Linked DNA regions of Sus scrofa: region 1 is linked to region 2. Evidence: chromatin contacts called from public Hi-C data. All regions are on one chromosome and are shown on one strand. Each heading gives the region's core, a stretch centred on a gene start, on an enhancer-like site or on the middle of the called end of the contact. The rest is flanking DNA. Distances are from core to core; before and after follow the strand shown.

What was found. A called contact is a pair of places that touch in the nucleus more often than the background predicts.
Region 1: a Hi-C map of liver shows a contact between it and region 2, with 1.8 times the contacts expected there. The contact joins the promoter of GAREM1 here to the enhancer-like site in region 2. A contact is called at or near these places in 1 of 5 promoter capture datasets (liver), 3 of 47 Hi-C or Micro-C datasets (heart right ventricle and liver) and 1 of 2 datasets of contacts at active chromatin or transcription factors (skeletal muscle).

What each region holds. Positions count from the first base shown.
Region 1 is chr6:116,322,897-116,328,507 of Sscrofa11.1, forward strand. It overlaps GAREM1 (GRB2-associated and regulator of MAPK protein 1), which reads right to left and starts at 1,957. Exons shown (of 6, transcript XM_003482054.4): 1 at 1,685-1,957. The coding sequence starts at 1,805. It overlaps LOC102163160 (a long non-coding RNA gene), which reads left to right and starts at 2,341. Exons shown (of 3, transcript XR_298647.3): 1 at 2,341-2,848; 2 at 4,891-4,994.
Region 2 is chr6:116,279,968-116,285,046 of Sscrofa11.1, forward strand. All of the region lies in intron 1 of GAREM1 (GRB2-associated and regulator of MAPK protein 1), which reads right to left. Among named protein-coding and RNA genes, the nearest start is that of GAREM1, 42 kb to the right of the region's middle. Within about 2 kb of position 3,799, at least 7 of the 83 cell types and tissues checked have an H3K27ac peak or open chromatin away from gene starts, as enhancers often do. A contact at or near this core is called in liver, where this site is marked.

The DNA.
Region 1 (5,611 bases), core at 707-3,206, 41 kb after region 2:
GAAGTGTGGGATGAGTACACTGCTGATTCAGATCCTTTTTATGAATGGCCGGGATAGGAAAGTGGATAATAAAGCTCAAAGTAATGTCTGCAAGTGATATTCAGCCTCTTTGAAACTTTCAGTTTAATGAAACCTCGGTGTGACTTTTACGCCACACGCATTAATGTTCCCTGCCTGGTTAGGAAGTTTCGTTGGAGGGTGAGGAAATGAGAGACCATCAGAAAAGGTGAGGACTCATAACCTTCCAAAACACAAAATTTTGCACAGCAAAAGAGTAAATGAAATACTGAGTACACACACACACTCTCTGATTTAGATCCACAGATACAGATTTAAAGCACCCCACTCTAAGCAGAAATGCTTCCACACACCACCTACCCTTCCCTGAATTCATCTGCACTTCATTACTAGTTTTAAAACTCCTAATTTATTCTCAATGCCCACCCTTACCACCAGCAACTAAACAAGGCCAGCAAGCATGCCAAGGCTGTTTTCCAGCTTTCATGAACTTTCTTGCTTGCCTTTATTTTTCAAATCAGTACTTCAAATGTCTAATCTAACTAACCCCACAGATAAGAAAGGGAACAAAAATGCCTTTGGACGGTTATATGTCTCATGTTACACACACAGTACTCCAGAAAAGGAGTAACCCAAGTCCTTGTGACTTGAAATGACATCTTCCTGCTCAGTGCTCTCCTGACTTGGCCTGTGTGATCAGAGCTCTATCTGCCTGTCTGCCAGCCTGGGTCCAGGTGCTTCGAGCAGCCCGGCAGCAGCTTGTTTCTGCCAACGTTCTGAAATCCTATGAAGCCAAAATCAACGGAAGTTATCATGAAAACACAAAAGACAAAACACACCTAAATTGCCACCTTGTATGTCACAACTCTCAAACTGAAAGGTATATACTTGCTTGACAGTATGCACATCTATCTACTTGTTTGCAGATGTCACCCTGCAGAACAAACAGCTGGGAGACGTTTGATTGGTTTCTGGTTGACAATTTGAGGAAACAAGCATTTCTTAGTTCTGAGCTCAGGTTCCAAGTCAATATAGGTTTCAATTTTTTCCAGGCTCGAAATGCGCTAATAATTAACCTTAAGCATACCATCACTTCCACTAAAAACATTTTCTACACACAGCCCTAAATTACTTTCAGTTCAGTGAAACCAAACAGACAAGCCGTAATGAAAGGTCTCCAAGAAATGTGATCCCTTTCATTGGTCACCCAGGAGCTTTTCCCCTAAAATCTGCTTCTTGTGGGGGAGGGGAAGGGGGAGGAGAGCATCCAAAATAAAGATGCCACCCAAAGCACAATTATTTTGTAAGAAAGTTGTCTAAGACAACTCTTCAGGGTTTTCCAGGTTGAGTAATTCCTACAGGCTGGAGGGGAGGGACAGCTCGCCTCCAAGATTACTATCTGCAGAGGTTTCCTTACTTTTTTTTTTTTTTTTTTTTTTTTTTGCGTCCTTTTTAATTACACTGCAAGGGCTGTGATTTTCACATCTCCAGAGGTTGCTGGGGCGGGGGGGGGGGGGAGTTCAGAGCAACGCGCCAGGCTGCGGCAGCCGCTCTGTCCAAGTCCAACGCTACAGGGGTGGGCAGCCCACTCCCACCGGGTCCCACCCTCCCGAGCTACACGCGCGCACAGCCGCGCCGAGACTGCGGTCCGCGGGCGGGGACTCACCGCTGTCCAGCCGCGCGATCTGGGGCAGCCGGTAAGTGCTGACCAGCAGGTCGAGCGGAACGGCCACCGAGCTCCACTTCACATCCTTGAGGCTGCAACCCAACGAGGGCGCCGGGTCCATCTTCCCCGCCTCCTCCGGCCCCGCGCTCCCGCCGCCGCCGGCACCACCTCGGCGGCCGCCGCTGCTCGCGCTCGTGGTCTGGGGCGCGCGGGGGGCGCCGGGCACTCCCGCCGCGGGCTGACCGGGGGCGCGGCGGCCGGGAGGGAAGGAGGGGGCCCGCGGCCGGCTCAGCTGCCGCTGCGGGGCATGGCTGGGGCGCCCCGCGTGCCCTCAAGCCCGGAGAGGACTCGCAGCAGCCCCACGGCGGCGGGCGGCGGCGGCCGGGGTAGCTGCGGCGGCTCCCGCTCCGCCTCCTTCTCTGGCCCCGGGTCTGCAGCTGCGGCGGCCGCCCGCTCGCCTCCTCCTCCTCTTACCCCTCCTTCCCTCCGCCTCGAGTGTGTGAGGAGGAGCCGCGGGTCTGAGAAACGCCATAGCAGCGCTCCCAGCACTGACTAATCAACAAGGTGCGAGCAACGCCTGCGCAGCTCTGGGAGACACCGCCCCCGCCCCCGCCTCCCCGGCGCCTCCCGCCCCGCCCCGCCCCGTCTGGCCCCGCCTCCGGCGCGGCCTCCGCCTCTCGCGGTCCGGCGAGCTCAGCTTGGCAACGGCTCCCGGGTCCCGCCGCGGCCCCGGCCGCTCGAGAAGCTCCGCAAGCTTTAGCTCTCGCTCCCCCGTCCGACCGCTCGGGCGCCCTGCAGCCTTGCCCGGCGCCACCGCGCGCCCGGACTCCTTCGCTGCGCTGTGCCTTCTTGTGGGGCGACCTGGAGGAACGCAGCGAACTTAGGAATCTTTCCTAGGCGTTGTCAGGCACTTCTCCAGTCCACCCTGGTACCGGAGTTGCTACTCCAGGGCACAAAAGTGATCTGTTTGGTGTCCATCTCTTGAGAGTGCCGCGGACAGAGCTGGGAAGGGCAGGCGGGGAGCATTCCTTGCCCCCCGACCCCCGTCCGCCGCCTCCCGCCAACCCTACAAGTTTACAAAAAAGCAGCTGAAGTTATTCCATCCAGTCTGGACTTTGGCTGCTAGGCAGAAAGACAAAGGCCGAAGCACCGAGAAGCAGAAAGGTAATGAATAATCAGTGCCCACATAAGGGAAGGTGACTCGATTTAGTACCTTCATTGTATGGACAGCTGCTGGAGACTGCGGAAGATGAGGCCACCAACAGCCAGAGACACGCCAGGGGTTCCTGGGACACCAGTTTTTGTCACATGCTTTTCTCAGTTATTTCTCTCCCAACCTTAAAAGGTTGGAATAATTCCGGTGATAATTATATGCGTACCAAGAATTTAGGGAGTTTGGCAAGATTATATAACTTGTAGACAGTCTTGCCAGGATTCAAACCTTCTGTCTGCTTTTCATGATAACTATTTTATTTTCCCCAGTATTGAGTAAGGCCTGCCCACTTGCAGAGAGAGTTCAGAATGTAAAGGTGACTGTGAGTGAGATTCCTGTTTCTTTAGGCACTTACTGACTTTTCTGTGCTAATCTCTTTTTTTAGCGTTACTTTACCCGGAAACAGGTGAGCAGTTGCCAGATGAAGAGGTTGCCTATCAATTCTTAATATTTTTCACCACATATTCAGTGTTTGGTGCATAATGAGCCAGAACAAGCATCTGCTTGACCTGCCCAAGGGGACTTGAAAACATGCACCAGCCTCTCAGTGCTCTGGCTTAGGGCTGTGGCAATGAATAAACCTCTCTACAGCAATTGAAGAAAAACACAGAAATTCCTCCACTCCCAATTTCCCTGCCCTTTCACTTAGAAGCACTGGCAATAATTCTCACAAAATTCTTTTGCTGAAAACTTTGACCTTTGTGTCATTGATGTTAAGTTTTTGGGAGAGTCTTGAAAAAAAAGTGGGAAAGCTGTTCGTGTACGTTTGACTCAATCACACATCCATAAAGTTCCAAGTTTTGCCACAGAAGGAGATTTTTTTTTTAATTATAAGGGACTAAGTGCCAGCTAATTTTTTTTCTACTTTAATACTTAATCATTTCTGGAAATAGAGCGCAGACTCCAAAAATGATACAACATTTAAGAATGAGTAGGGTCAGGGTTCCTTCCACCAGTTGGTAGATCCTGAGCCTTATATGGTAGATTGATTGAAAAAATAACTTTATGCTACTGTTATATCCTCTTTACAAGCTTCAGGGAATAGGAAAAGTAGTTCCCTCTCAAAAAGATTGGTGACTTATGACCTAAAGACAAGAGAAAAAGTAAGATTAATGCAATCATCTTTTTTTAAATCAGTAAAGATTTACATTAGATTTGCTCTTATTGCTGACCTTGCAGAAGGGTTTTCAGTTCTGAGTATGAAAGGGAAAAAATTTTAATGAGCTACAAATTCTTTTTTTTTTTTGCTTTTTTAAAGCCGCACCTGTGTGTGGCATATGGTCATTCCCAGGCTAGGGGTCGATTCAGATATGCCACAGCCACAGCCACGCCAGATCCAAGCCTCATCTGCAGGCTAAACTGCAGCTCACAGCAACGCCTGATCTTTAACCCACTGAGCAAAGGCCAGGGATCAGAACCTGAATCGGCATGGATACTGTCAGATTCGTTTCCAGTGAGCCACAGTAGGAACTCCCACAAATTCTTATGTACATTTCCTGTCCAGGATCTGGCAGAAAGACAGACCTTTCAAAAAGATCTTATTTGTAAGACAGAGAGAGTTTTGGTTAAACTATAGGGAAAAAAAATTAGTTGAGAAAGGTAATGTTTCAGTCTGGCCAAACAGCACATGATAGGAGAAGTGTGCTTTTTCAGATTGTTGGGCCAATGCAAACCATGTATATAAAAACATCATAACTGGGTACAGGGGCAAAATAAGACTTTGTAGTTCTAAGAAAAATTTTCTGTAAAGCACAATTCAGTGAATTTGTCCATTATTTCTGCTGAATACCTTCTAAAATTAAGATTTATGGGAGGCAGCATTTTATGTGATTAAAAATATTGATTCCAGCATGTGATGGCATGGGTTTGATTAGTGGTTCTGCTCCTATTCAGGATCTTGGGCAACTTGCTCTTTCCTCTGAAAAATGGTCATAATTGCTACAGACTGAGTGTTTGTTTCCCTGTAATTCTTATGTTGAAACCTAATCCCCAGGTGGTGCCTTTGGGAGGTGACTAGTTAATGAACAAGAAAACGGGCCCTCATCAGACTCAGAATGTGCCAGTGCCTGGATCTTGGACTTGTCAGCCTCCAGAACTGTAAGAAAGAAATGTCTGTTGTTTTTAAGTCCTATAGTCAATGATACTCTGTTATAGCAGCCCCAATAGACTAAGATAACAGTAATAGGAGTTTCTGTTGTGGGTCAGCAGCGTACAAACCCAACTAGTATCCATGAGTTCGGGTTTGATCCCTGGCCTTGCAGAGCTGCAGCTGTCGGCCTACACCGCAGCCACAGAAATGCCAGATCCAAGCCTCGTCTGCAGCCTAAACTGAAGCTCACAGCAATGCCTGATCCTTAACCCACTGAGCAGAGGCCAGAGATCGGAACCCGAATTCTCATGGATACTAGTCAGATTCGTTTCCACTGAGCCACAGTAGGACCTATGTGCTATTGCTGTGAGGTATGCTATAGGTCAAAGACAGGATTCTGAATGGTTGCTGTGGCTGTGGTGTAGGTCAGCAGCTGCAGCTCCAATTTGACCTCTAGCCTGGGAACTTCCACTTGCTGCAGGTGCAGCCCTAAAAAACAAACAAACAAACAAACAAAAATCCCGAAAATGTAATCCTTTAATATATGTTGAGCATTTAGAATAGGACCTAACACATAGGACAAGCTAGAGAAGTATTTGCTATTCTTACTGAAAGAAGTACTGGT
Region 2 (5,079 bases), core at 2,549-5,048:
CTGGAGAGAGAACCAACAGTGCTGGACCATCGATGGTGATAACCAAGGTAGCTGTGGTCTGTGTGTTACTCTACTACCATCAGAGGCATGAAAAGAAAAGCTGATAGAAGCAACACGCTTGTCACCCACAACCACACATGCAAACTTCTACTCCAAAGGGCTGTATTATTCTATTCTGTCCTGTCACAAAAATTAAAGTCAAGCATATGGAGATAAGTGATACTCTGCATTGAAACTAAGCATGTAACTCTAGAGAGAAATACTGGCATTAAATTCACTGAGACAACTAAAATGACTCACAAATATTTCCTATTTTCCTTCCAACCATAAAAAAATGTGACCTTTCAAAAATGCCACATCGTTTACTGATATATTAAAGCTATATTTCCTAAATTTGAAAGTTAAATTTCTTAGGTCTTAGAAAAATGCCAACAAAACAGTATGAAGAAAGGGAAGGAAAGGGGTTTGGTGAGATTTGAGAAAAACTGCGTGAGAGAATATGACTACACATGGAGGAAAAGTGTACTATGGAGAGTTCTAAAAATGGTGATGGATTATGGAAGAGGAAAGGGAAGTCATCCCTTTAAAAGAATATAATGCCACTAGAAATGCAGTGATCTTTGAGATGCAGAGCAGCCACCTGGAGGAAAACTGTTAGAACAGTATTACAGCTCTTGAAGGAAAATGGTTGGAAACTTTGTTATATTTGCAAGTTTGATAAATTGTGTAACCTTCCTAAAGGCCACACACCATTAAAGGCTTTAATTATAATCAGCTGGTAAGTTTATGCATGGTATTGTAATAGATTACTTTTGGGGGAGGGTTCTGTCTAGTTTAACCTTTCACAATGAAATGTCACTCCTTCCCCACAGAGAAGGAGCCCAGATATAGCATATGGACCACATGTCTGACTTCCTGGACACAGCTGATTGGCTCAAGGGTGGACAAATGACCCAAGATGAGCCACGAAGATCAGGCTCCATCTTTTCAGTTCTTTCTTTCATCCTTTGGCACGTTCTTACCCTTGGATTTTATGATATTCCAGTATTCTTTTCTGATTAAACAGTTTGAGTTTGTTTTCATTTGTTGTTTGTTTTATTTGCAAAGCCCTAGCAAAAGTTTACATCTTCAAAAGCATTTATGGGAGTTCCTGTCATGTCTCAGTGGTTAACGAACCCAACTAGAATCCATGAGGATTCAGGTTGGATCCCTGGCCTCGCTCAGTGGGTTAAGGATCCAGCGTTGCCATGAGCTGTGGTGCAGGTCGCAGACACGGCTTGGATCTAGCATTGCTATGGCTGTGGCGTAGGCTGGCAGCTACAACTCCAACTTGACCCCTAGCCTGGGAACCTCGATATGCTGTGGGTGTGGCCCTAAAAAGACAAAAGACCGGAAAAAAAAAAAAAGCATTTATGGAATGAATTTTATGTTTCTCTGTGTACTGTCCTTTCCCTAAAAAGATAATTCCCTAAAAACAAAGACTGTAGCCATCACTTCTCTTTACTAGGAAGAAAAAGGACAAGGTCAGTTTCGGAGAAATCTAACCTTCCACCCATATTGCCGCTTATGACTTCCATCAAAGGGGAAGTGCCCCTATTCAAATCTGTCTTCACTGTTAAGCAATTTGCACCATACATTATTCTAATACCAGCTATTAGATATTTACTCCTTTTAAATCTCCCCGGGGATATTCTAAATCATTTTAGTGACTTTGACACTAATGATTTACCACTTAGGATTATTTCTATCATGAGGATCAAATATAAATAGTGCATAAAAGAATGTCAGCATTCTGGATCACAATGGCCACCTCCCAGCACCACTGTTATCAGCACTCAATAATCAAGCCTCAACCTTTCCTAACAAAACAAATCCCTTCTGCAAAGGTAGCCATGGTCACCTCACAAGGAGAGCCTGCATGCCACTCTGAATTCTGGTGCTGCCAAGATAGTTTTGAGCCTCACAACACAGTACTGTCAAATTCTAAAAGTGATCTCAAGCTGAGAGAAGCCAGAGAGCACTTTAGTTCGCCGGCTGTGTTTCCGGCCTGGGTTCTTGACAACATTTTAATCTACACGGATAAAGGACGCTTTACTTCTTTAATGAAAAGCATGAATCCAGACAGAGGTGGGCTTTAATTCTAAAAAGAGCCTGTTTAGCTCACCCCTTCCTGGTGCAGGGAAAGAATGACATTCTTTAATCTTTACTGCCACTGGCCTAGAGGATACATGTAAAAAGGGGGGAAAACAGCTAAATCCTTGACCCCTTTCTTCCATAAATATTGGTTAACACCATTCAACAAAAGACCAGAAATCATGGTTCATCACAGACAATCCAGTAAGATGAAAGGGAGGGACAAGATATAGCAACAATTTGGCTTCCAACAGCACATCACCATATCTGCATTTGAACTCTGAAATACAATGATGTCACAGGAAGTTTTAAGAAGCCTTGTCCTTTTCTGTTAGCATACACATATAAGTCAAACGTCACAGCACAATCACCAATCAAGTCCTAGAATACTGTTTACATGCCAGTATGTACCACAGCGCTGCCCTGAGAATGGACAGCAGCACTGCTGAGTGAAATCAAAGTGAGGCAGGGTGGTAACTGGAAGAGACAACGGACATTAAAGCACCACTCTGCATGTGTTCAGACCCAGAAAACAGACCAAAGACAATCACGTTAGAGTGTGCTGCAATTGCAGGTATCTTAAAAAAGTGAAACCTGACCTTTAACACATGGTCTTACCTAATGAATCTGCCTATGCTTCAAATGAAAGGTGCATACATGAATGGAAAGAGGTGAACCTAGTAGCTTTGAAAAACATGTTTTTGACTTGATATTGTCGGGTTAAAGAATAAAAGATCTGTAAACAAACGATGTACACTAACTGGTAAACTTCTCGCAGGGCTGTAGGTTCAGAAACTTCTCTATCTCCCCACCCCCAAAAGATACACAGTCGGGTTGAACAACTAAGTGAATACACTGAAAGCAAGGGGCAGCCTGCCTGGCACCCTCAGGAGAGCCACAGCCTATACAGATTATTTTGAGATTCCAGATAAAATAGAATAAGAAATGTCACTGTCTCATCACTCAGTGCAACTGCAAACCCTGGACAGAATGCAGGGAGCAGGACTCTTGAGAACTTTGGAAAGCAAATGGTAGCAGGCAGACTGGAGAAGGGGGACAAGAACCTGGCAGAGCAAAACACCAGAGTCTTCAAGCAGTACAGTGGCAGTGGTGTCAGGAGCAGGGCGGGTCCCCTAAAACTCTGAGGAGGGGAGTTCTCTCTGGCCAGAGAAGTGGTCCCCAAAGGATGAGCAAATCATTGTTGTTTTTTATCTCTCTGTCCTCTTGCAACACCACCCTGGACACAGATGCAATTGCAGGAAGTGCAAGACAGAGGGGGAAAAACTAAAGCTTTGACTTCTTGGCTAGAGGACTAGGAAGGGGGCCCTAAGGAGTCAGAAAATGCCAGTGGGATCACAAAGAGAAGGGAGATTGGGAGAGAAATTTCATAAAGTCGTACAGGACTCCTGGGCTCACCCCTGAGCTGCACATGGTTCTGACCTTCAACAACCTACCAAATGCCCTGAGCACTGACTCCAGCCTAGATCAGTGTCTGGGCCCGGACTGGCTACAGGGTGAGGCACAAGGAAGTCACATCCAATTAGCCCTGTAAAGGCTGTGAAAATTGAACTGACACTGGAACCACAGCCCACAAAGGCAGGCTGAAACTTGTTAACCTGACCCTAACCTGTTGAATGCCTGCTAACACAAGCAAAACCAAAATCAATTTTATGCTTAAAATTTAAACAAGACGTCAAGACTTTGAGTTTCATAACAGAACATTCAACATGTCCTGATTAAAAACTAAAATTACATGGCATACCAATGGTCAGGAAAATAGCAATTTGGAAGGGAAAGACAGATAGCAACCCAAACACCAGAATTATAAGACAAAGACTTTAAAACAGTTGTTAAAACTATGGTTTAAAAAGTAACAGTGAGCACTCACGAAACAGACAAAAAGTCTCTCCCACAAACCAGAAAATACAAAGGAGCAAATGTAAATATTAGACCTGAAAAATACAATAACTAAAATGAAATATTAACTGATAGATTCTAGAGCAAAATGGATATGAGAGGAAAATGTCAGAAAATCTGTAGATAAATTAATAGAAATTATCCCATGAGAAGGGGGGAAGAGGCACAAAAAACAAAAACAAAACAGGTCTTCAGGATCCAGTGAGAATATACCAAAAGGTCTTAATATTCACGTCCTCAGAGTTCCAGAAGGAGAAGAGAAGGAAAATGTGCTGAAAAAAGAAGTGTTTGAAAAAATAATGGCCAAAGCTTTGAAATCCAGTAGATAGAAATGTACAGATTCTAAAGTCTCAGCTAATACCACACCAAATAAGCTCAAAGAAATCCATTCTCTTACACATTCTATCAAACAGCAAAACACTAAAGACAAAGACAAAAATCATGAAAGCAGACCAAGTATATATAGTGACCCACTGCCTAGCAAAACAATGATTGAAGTAACTGCTAACTTTTCATCAGAAATCATGGAGGCCAGAAAGAAGCAGAACATGTTTCAAGTCCTGAAAGAAAAGAATTGCCATCCAGTGCATTTCTACAGCCAATGAAAATACCCTTAAGCAAATGAAGGTGAAATAAAGACATTTTCAGACAAAGAAAAACTAAGAGAAAATTCATTTGCCAGAAGATTTACTCAAAACAAACAAAGACAAAACCTAAAGAAAATTCTTCAAGAAAGAGAAATAGTACCAGAAAGAAAGGAAGCAACAGAGATGGTAAATATCTGGGGAAATATAATATACTATTCTTCTCGTAATTTCTATGAAATGCGCATGGTTGATAAAAGCAAAAATTATAACAATGTCTTTCGGGATTTTCAATGTATGATGGATGCTAACAAAGCAGCGATCAGGAGGATACTTATAACACAAAATAGTTATAAAAGTAGAAATTCTCAAGTCAACAATCTAAGCTTCGACCTTAAGAAACTAGAAAAAGCAGAGCAAGACAAACCCCAAGTAATCAGAAGGA